2 separate regions of the Anas platyrhynchos genome follow, and region 1 is linked to region 2. Evidence: chromatin contacts called from public Hi-C data. All regions are on one chromosome and are shown on one strand. The core of a region is the stretch at or near the end of the contact, and the rest is flanking DNA. Distances in the headings are between cores, read along the strand shown. Region 1 has its middle 16 kb from the start of TOMM20. Region 2 overlaps LOC140002117 (a long non-coding RNA gene).

The links. A called contact is a pair of places that touch in the nucleus more often than the background predicts.
Region 1: a Hi-C map of skeletal muscle shows a contact between it and region 2, with 2.7 times the contacts expected there. The contact joins two enhancer-like sites. A contact is called at or near these places in 2 of 8 Hi-C or Micro-C datasets (liver and skeletal muscle).

What each region holds. Positions count from the first base shown.
Region 1 is chr3:26,945,439-26,949,485 of IASCAAS_PekinDuck_T2T, reverse strand. No RefSeq gene overlaps it. Among named protein-coding and RNA genes, the nearest start is that of TOMM20, 16 kb to the left of the region's middle. Within about 2 kb of position 1,940, at least 4 of the 8 cell types and tissues checked have an H3K27ac peak or open chromatin away from gene starts, as enhancers often do.
Region 2 is chr3:26,866,310-26,870,237 of IASCAAS_PekinDuck_T2T, reverse strand. All of the region lies in intron 1 of LOC140002117 (a long non-coding RNA gene), which reads left to right. Among named protein-coding and RNA genes, the nearest start is that of IRF2BP2, 77 kb to the right of the region's middle. Within about 2 kb of position 2,172, at least 5 of the 8 cell types and tissues checked have an H3K27ac peak or open chromatin away from gene starts, as enhancers often do.

The DNA.
Region 1 (4,047 bases), core at 691-3,190, 79 kb before region 2:
GCTGTGTGCTGTGGGCAGGTCAGATACCAGGCTGGTGTGACCTGCTACCTTCACGAACCAGCGGGCTGTCTGATTCTTAGTGAGAGCTTGGACGAAGCACTTCAGTTCCTTGGCTTCTCTGAGCAACTAAGGAAGTAAGTGCTGATAATTTAAATTGGTTTTCTAGAGCACACAGAGGCCCCAGGATGGAATTTATTGATACTAGGGCAGTATTCTTCCCATTCTTTTTGTCGTAAAATGTGAAGCAGAGAAAACGACTTCTGTGTGGAATCCCTGCCTTCATTTTTGTTGTTTCCAGGATGGTGTTTGTTACAAGACTGCCAAGTCTCAGGGAAGAGAATGATGGGCTGCCCTCAGAAGCTTCCAGCAGACCTGATAGTATCTGTCATCATGCTGTAGATCTTTTCCTAGTCAACGTCTCCTGCCTTGGGCAGCACGTTTTCGATAAAAGCAGGTGTCTCCCTGATTTTAAATAAAAGTTTTTAGAAAATGGATTGCAGTCTCACAACCAGCAGTGGTTCAGGCTCAGGTTCCTTCATGACCTCTCCTTTTCTAAAATTCACTGTTCAAATTCTGCTTCCCCAACTTCTAGTTATGTTCCAGATCTTGCATGCTTATCACAGGGGGTGACAACACAAGCTTTGCTGTTGATTGATTCAGCAGGGACTTTGTAAATACTCTACAAAGCATTCATGGGTCACTGTAGCATCCGTAGTCATCAAAGTATTCCTATAGGTTCTCCCTCGGGGCTTTTGAGGAAGGGCTGCTGTAAGACTGATTTACTGGAGCAGCATGCATTAGATTTGTTTTGGGGAACTTAACTGCATTTTCCTTTCTTGGCAAAGAAAGTTATTTTTGCTACTATCACAGAATATCACCTTCATTAATATGGCTATTTAGGGCATAAACAGAACAGCTGTGCTCCTAGGAAGCCTCACAGGATCCAGGGACCAAAGGCATGGAGCTAATGATTAGCTAGACATACCATTCTTCACGCCGGGGCCAAACGCAATCTCCTGCTAATCACCTTTCATCCCATTTAAGGTGTGATAGTGGTCATGTATTTCCAGTGGGAAGTGCAAGAGCAGAACGCATGTCGCCAAAAGGCAGAGGTCTGTGGGCGGTCTTGGATTCCTGGTGCAAGGCTTCTTCCATTGCCCCCCAAAATGACAGTCTCTCCTGGTGGAGTTCAGGCGCTAGGACTGGTTTTGTTTCCCAGATAAGCAGGGTTCTGCTGTGGCCAGAACTTTCCAGCGTCACACCTCTCAGTGAACATCAGAATTCACGTGGACCAAGCTGCTTTTTCTTTTCAACTTGCCACCTGAAGGTCATACAAAATAATCAATTTGCTGTCCTTTGCTGGGTGTCTTCCAAAAGTAAAGTGCCTTTCTTTTGCTATTTGGGGGACTTGGTATTTTGGCTTTTCTTTTTTTCAGTGTTGAAAGGCTAACATTTGTGTTCTGTTCAGAATAAAAGGGAAATGTGTCAGCAGCGAGGTACTTACTGGAGAGCTAGCGTCAGAGCACGCGGTGCGGAGGTATTTGGTCTGATGCGGTTGGGTATAGGGCATCAGCTCTAGATTCGTGCCCATCACCTTGGGACAAGCCCTTGTCTTGCTGCAGACATCTGTCCGTACAACAGAGAACATGACAAGGCTGCTGTAGCTCTGTGTGTGGCAGCAATGGGCGACGTCAATCTGCAGGCCTCGGTGTAAACACCAGCTTTTCACAGCAAAGCCAAGTTGCTCTTAAACTTCCTTTTGGGGGCATTTTCCCCTTTTCGCCTTGCCTCCCTACACCTACCGGTTACAGACCAAGTGGTTTTGCAGTTGTCGAGCTCGGTTGTAAAACGCTGGAAGGAAACTCAGCCCCGTTTTCACGGAGGTGCCTGCTGCGTGCACAGGCACAGGGAGGTGAGGTTGGGAGCTCGCAGAGCCCCAGGTATTGGGGCTTGCCAGGGGCTGTGCCGCTAGATGGCAATGTGGTACTCTCGGAGCTGGGACTCCCCGTCCCTGTAAAATTCTTGCTTTTTCTGTATTTATCTCTGCCAAACTGATGATTGCACCCACCACCCCGGCAAGAGAACAGAACAAAATCATTTCATAGAACATTACAGCTGTTGTGCCTCTTTCTTTTCTTTCTTTTTGCCTTTTTTCCCCCCCCCTTAGTTCTTTGTCCCACAGCAGGGTGCAGAGGTTTAAAAACCTTCTTTCTTAATCGCTCGCCTTCTAAAAACAGAGAAAACACAGCCTCTTGGGAGCAATTAGCTGTGAGAAAAGCATTTCTCAAACAATTGCCAGGAAATATTGTCTTGACCGATATTCCTGATGTAACACTGTCGTTCTCAGTACTGTTATTCTAAGATACTTGACTGCAAAAACAGCAGGGTACGGATCTGTAATATATGATCTGCAGTTTACCACCTACCTTACCTTTTTTATATCCATTTACTTTCTGTTTGTGTCCTCCCTGCAGCCCCCCCCCCCCCCCTCCCCTGGAGCTATTCTGCTTAGGAGAGTGAAGAATTATTTGTAACTCTCCTCTGCTGACTGGTGTATCAGGCCAAGGCTCTGACAAGACACGGCTGAAAATTAAGGTTATGCCTCTGCTGTGCAGGCTCCAGATTGAAATTCTGTGGCAGTGCACTGTGGAGGAGGTCAGGCTGCATCATTACAGCGATCCCTCTTGGACTCAGAACCTGGCAGCCTCGCTGTACGTGAGGTTGGTGAAGCCTGAATTTGAGTGGGAGCAGCTTGTGAGCAGGTATACGTGAAGCAGGCGGCAGCTGTACGCTGAAACCAGGGTCCTGAGCCTGGAAGCCCTCTCCCCATTGTTGTATTCATGGCAGATGGGCTGGGCTGCAGGGTGCAGAGAGGTCTGAGGAGCAGTGGTGAACTTCCAGCACTGAAAGCCCAAATCAGCAGCAGCTAGGAACCACTGCTAGCTAGGTAGATACGCATACACCCATGGCCTTTCACATGCACAGCCATACTTGTTTGTATTGCAAGGCTCAAATTTTGTCCCTCTTTACGTAAATTCATGGAGATTTGAGAAACGAGCCTCACTCTGTGGGACAGGGTGTGAACTGAAGCACCTTCTGGAAGACAGACAGCAGTGTAATCCTTTCATTCAACCCTGTCTGCAGCTGCTTTTTATAAACTTGGCATAAATACGTACTCAGTGAGGCCAGGCCTGTGTAGCTGGAAAATATTTTCCACCGTCCAAAAAAACAGAAGATTGGAAAAAGAGCCCAGAAATTGTGCATAACATGGAATGGCTTCGCTTGTGGTTTTTTTCCATGACTTCCTCAGCTCATTTTTCTGCTGCCAATTTTAGAAGCCCATAAGTCATACTTGTTAAACTTTCTCAGTTAAAATGTAACTCGAAGAACAAAGTCATATGATATGTTGAAGCCAAATACTCGTTGCGGAGCCTCTGACTTGAGAACAGCTACCCTGACTTGGCCAGCTTGCAGTCCTGCCTCTGGTCCCGGGGCAGGCAGGGCCAGGGGCAGGTGAGTAGCATGAGGCATGACAATGTGTCCCCTCCCAGACCAAGACCTCAGCAAGGATTTCTCCCTGCTTTTGCTAGGATAATCAGGCCTGTGGTGTGTTATGTTGCAGAGCAGTTGTTCTGGAAGGGGAGAAGTTTCAGCTCCTCCACTAGAAGCACTTTAACTAGGAGGTGAAGCCGAAGAGGGAACGAGAGGAGGCAGCACAGAGACCAGCAGGGCCCAGCAGTTGAGAAGCTGATGTAGGTAGGAGCTGTTGCCATCAGGGTAAACTAGCTGAGGAGTGAGGAGAGAGAAGAGAGTGCCAAGAGAGAAAGTGAATTTGCTGGAGGGTTTGAAGAAAGGGCATCCGCACTTCAGTGCATTTTTAAGTGTTGAATCAATATGGAAGTACTCGCGTGCCAGGAGCAATATTTTCATTTGCCAATTCTGCTCTCTTATAAGGTGATTGTGCTCACACCCGAGCCCCAAATGGTTGTCCTAAAGCACCGTCTCTTTGTCCAAATTTTGCTCTGCTCCCTCCCACGGGACAAGTCC
Region 2 (3,928 bases), core at 923-3,422:
TCGATAGTTTGAAGCCAAGATGAATGTCAGTGCAAGTCAGATGTTATGGACCTCAGCAGACCTGAGTTTGATTTAGTATCTTAAATTCAGGCATCGATCTGTTCTGGCCCTTGTTGTAGTTCGTGCCCTGTTCACTCTTTGGATAGAGTGGGTAGACTGAGATCATCCCACTTTACCACTACAAAGAGGGCACAAATATGAAGCTTTTCATCCTCAACATCCAGAACAGGCTTCTGTGTGTTCAGATGTCTTGAAACCCAGCTACAATCTGTTGTTGGATTTGCAGAATGACAGGCTTACTGCGCTTTCTAAAACCCAATACCCAAGCTCTACATTTTATCATGGTTTTTATTACCTATCTTAAAAGTGGGATTTTTAAGTCACATTGAAGTAAAGCTTCAATTACATCCTGTTAATAAGTAATCACTTAATTATGACCTAGTGCAAGATCCTACCCCACCAAAGACTGGTGTTTAGAGGATTATGCCTGCAGGGATGAGGACAGTTTAGTTTCAGAGCTGTATCTCCTTGGAGTGACTGTTCCTGATGGATTGTGAACAAAATTGTATTGTGAAATATATGTCCTTATTGGAGTTGCTGTTAACTTCATAATTGCTCTGTAATTACTAAAGAGAGAGTATCTTGCACTTCTGACAGCCAGGTGCACGTATTGCTTAATCTGTCTCCATTATTGACTTGGCTCAGTTCCTGCGGGTGCTTTCCTATTTTCTTTCAGTTGTGCAATACCAAAACTGACTAAACGGCGCTTCTGCTGTTTTGTTCCTGCTTAGGAGCTAACAACAAGAGCAAATAGAGGTGAAGTTCAGAGAAACTGGAGAGGGTGCCTGCTGCTGGAGGGAGCAGGGCCTGGTCAGCCCTCCTGCCCACATGGGCTGCTGCAGCTTGATACGAGGTGACAAGATGGCTGCTGGAGGAGAGGTGGAGGGTCTGCCTCCTGGACAGCTTCTCATGGGAGTTTGGGCTTTAAACAAAGGTTTATCTCACTGTGATCAAGAGTGGGACAGCAATGAGGGTAACAGTGGGTTCTCAGCAGCTTCAGGAGTGCTTCCTGCCCTGGGAAGTGCTATCCCTGTCCTGTAGTATACTGGCTCCGAGCTTGTGCTAAAACATCGTGGGTTGCCAGGTTTTCCTGAGGCTGGGGGATACTTCAGTGGCCTGGGCTACATGCACTGGCATCCTACTAGAGTCTTATGAAAGGGCTTCTTGGTGTAATCAAGCAGCAGATAAGGCTGGGGAGAGAGAATGAGAACCTAGCTCCTCTCCCATTGGCACTCTTTGAGCACAGAGAGCTGAATGCATGAAAGTTTTTAACTGTTTTCACTTGCATGTAAAGAACACATTTATTCCTCTGGAGAAAAAAAAAAAGAAAAATATTTCTGGACTACATGACCAAGGAACAGCAATCTCACGGGAGTACTGTCACGTTTTGGCTCCCCAGCAGAGCAGAAAGCAGTGGAACAGCTCACTCCAAGTGCAGCATACTTGTCAGGTGTGTACCACCCATGCAAGGCTTATGGAGCCCAGGGGTGCTGTTGTTAGCCCCCAGCTGTGGGGGAACACCTGCCCAGCTCCCTGGTGCCCCTGTGCGCAGGCTGCCATGAGCGTGTTTGCTCTGCTCCTGCACCTGGGGCTGTGTCACTGCCCTTGTGCTCTGCTGTGATGGGGAGGTGGGTCCACCTTGGGATGCAGAGACAAACTTTCAGGATGTTTGTGTCACCTTTCCCTTTGGTGATGTCTCTGAGGTCACACGGTGCCAGCATATTCTCCTGTTCCTTGTCCTAATGGGCTAAATGTGTAGAAATGTCTGCCCTGCCTGTTCTCAGTTGTCTGCTTGTCCATGCAGGGTAGGCAAGGCAGAAGACTTTCTGCCTCCTTGAGCTAGTAGGAGTGCACTTCGTGTTATAATAGGTGAGCTTTTTGGTTGCTGCAGCTCCCCTTTTCCCATTTCCTCTCTCATTACTACCTATTTTCTGCTGAGGAACTTTTTAAACATGAGACAAAGCAAAACAGACTTGTTTCGGGCGGCATTGCACAAGAGCAGAAGGGGGAATTTTTTTTATTTCAGTAAACAGTCGAGCCTTCAAGGCCTTGCAGTCGGTGCAGTTCTAGGAAACACTTTAAACCGGAGAAGGATATGAGACTTTGTGACTCATGCTTTTTATAGATTACCAGTTTCACAGCCTTGGAGGCTGATAACCCCAGAGAGCAGGTGCAGCAAGCGTGGTGTGGAGGCCTCACCATGCAGGCAGGTAGCTGCAGTGCAGACATGGGGACCTGTGGCCTCACGTGTGAGGATGCCCTCATCCTCCCAACCTCTGCTGCTGCTCTGGGTGTTAGCTGCCATGCTGGCTTTGGGATTTGGACTGGACACATGCCTGTGTTGGGCTGGTGGGACCAGAGGGTGACTACATGCACCCTGATGTGAAACTGTAGGCTTAGAGGGAGCAGGAAAAAAAAGGCTGTTTGGGGAGGCTGGAGGCTATAAGGAGGGATCTGGGCAGAAGCAGCTGCTTGCCACAGGGTGGGGAAAAAAATCAGTTTCATGTACCCACAGGCATACATCCTAACAGGGATGAGAGCATGTGGGGTAGGCACTGGGCTCAGCGTGCTGGGGCTGGAGGGAAGCTCTGCGTGCAGCCCATTTTGTGCACAGTGTTATTGCTGCTGCACCTTTGCTCCCAGTAGATTTATGGCTTCTCATGCAACTTTTGCCAGTAAATGGAAGTGGCTTGATTGGGAAGTGGAAGAGATGCAAATGCAGCATGACTGCACTTTATTAGATACAGTTGCAGGACAGCTAATGGTTCAGCTTGGGATTAATGCTGGAATCTAAGTGCAACTCTGCAGTAGTTCACAACATAGTCATTTTTGGAGCTACAAAACCTTCTTTTCCCTTGGTTGTGGCATGCTCCTGCATGTTGTCCCTTCAGATACCATGTGTCCAGGTGCTTTCTACACAGATGCAGAGAAAATGTTAGGCCTACTGCTCCAGGAAAACAGCCCGGACCTCTGCATCTGCTATCAGCCAGATGGGAATCGGCTCCTTTATGCCTGTTTCTGTTTTAGTCTCCTCCTGAGAGTGTTTTCCCCCAGATGCTTGGTTCTCACTGGAAACTTTCATGTGGGAGCATTGTTTTTAAAGGGCTCTGATAAGTGTGATCCCACAGCTGGGCTGAGTGCTGGCACGAGGCCCCCCTGGGCACGATGCCCCATGCTGTGGGGTGCTGCTGGCCCAGTGCACCTTGTGGTGCTGATTCTGGGGTGCAGCTTGGCCTGATGGTGTGGAGCATGTGCACTGGTATGTAAGGTTTCATCCTGCAGACCTTTGTGGCTGAGTCTCTGCTGTGTGCAGGGGCTTGCACAGAAGCACGAGGATGGTGCCCATTGGCTGCTGCCTCAGTTACCTTGGGGTAAGTTAGCCAGGTTGTAGATTAACTGTGCCCTAAAGTCCAGCAATTTCAGAGCCATTATAGATATGCCATAATGTGTATCTGTTTGACTTCATTCCTTCTTAACTCTGTTTCTCAAAGGCAAATAGACTAAACACAGGCTGTCCCTGCAGCCCAGGCTAATGCAGGCTGCTGTTACCTGCCTTCACCCCAAACAGGGTGGGATGGGATGTTCCCTGCTGCCCTGCCAGCAGCTTCTCATCCTTCCTGCGTCTTGTGAAGGACGTCTGGGGGTGTCAGTCATGCTGCTGGGCACGTGCTGTGGAGATGGCCAGAAGAAATAAGGGAGAAAAATAACTCAGAAGGATTTTCTTTCAGTATTTTCTTGTCCACAGACCCACTTCTCTTTTAATGAATGCACTATTGGCACAGCCCTCAAACAAATGCAGAAGGCATTGGGAAACGTGTGTTGACTTATAGACAGCTGGAGCGTTAGTGTGGTTCACAGAAACACCCAT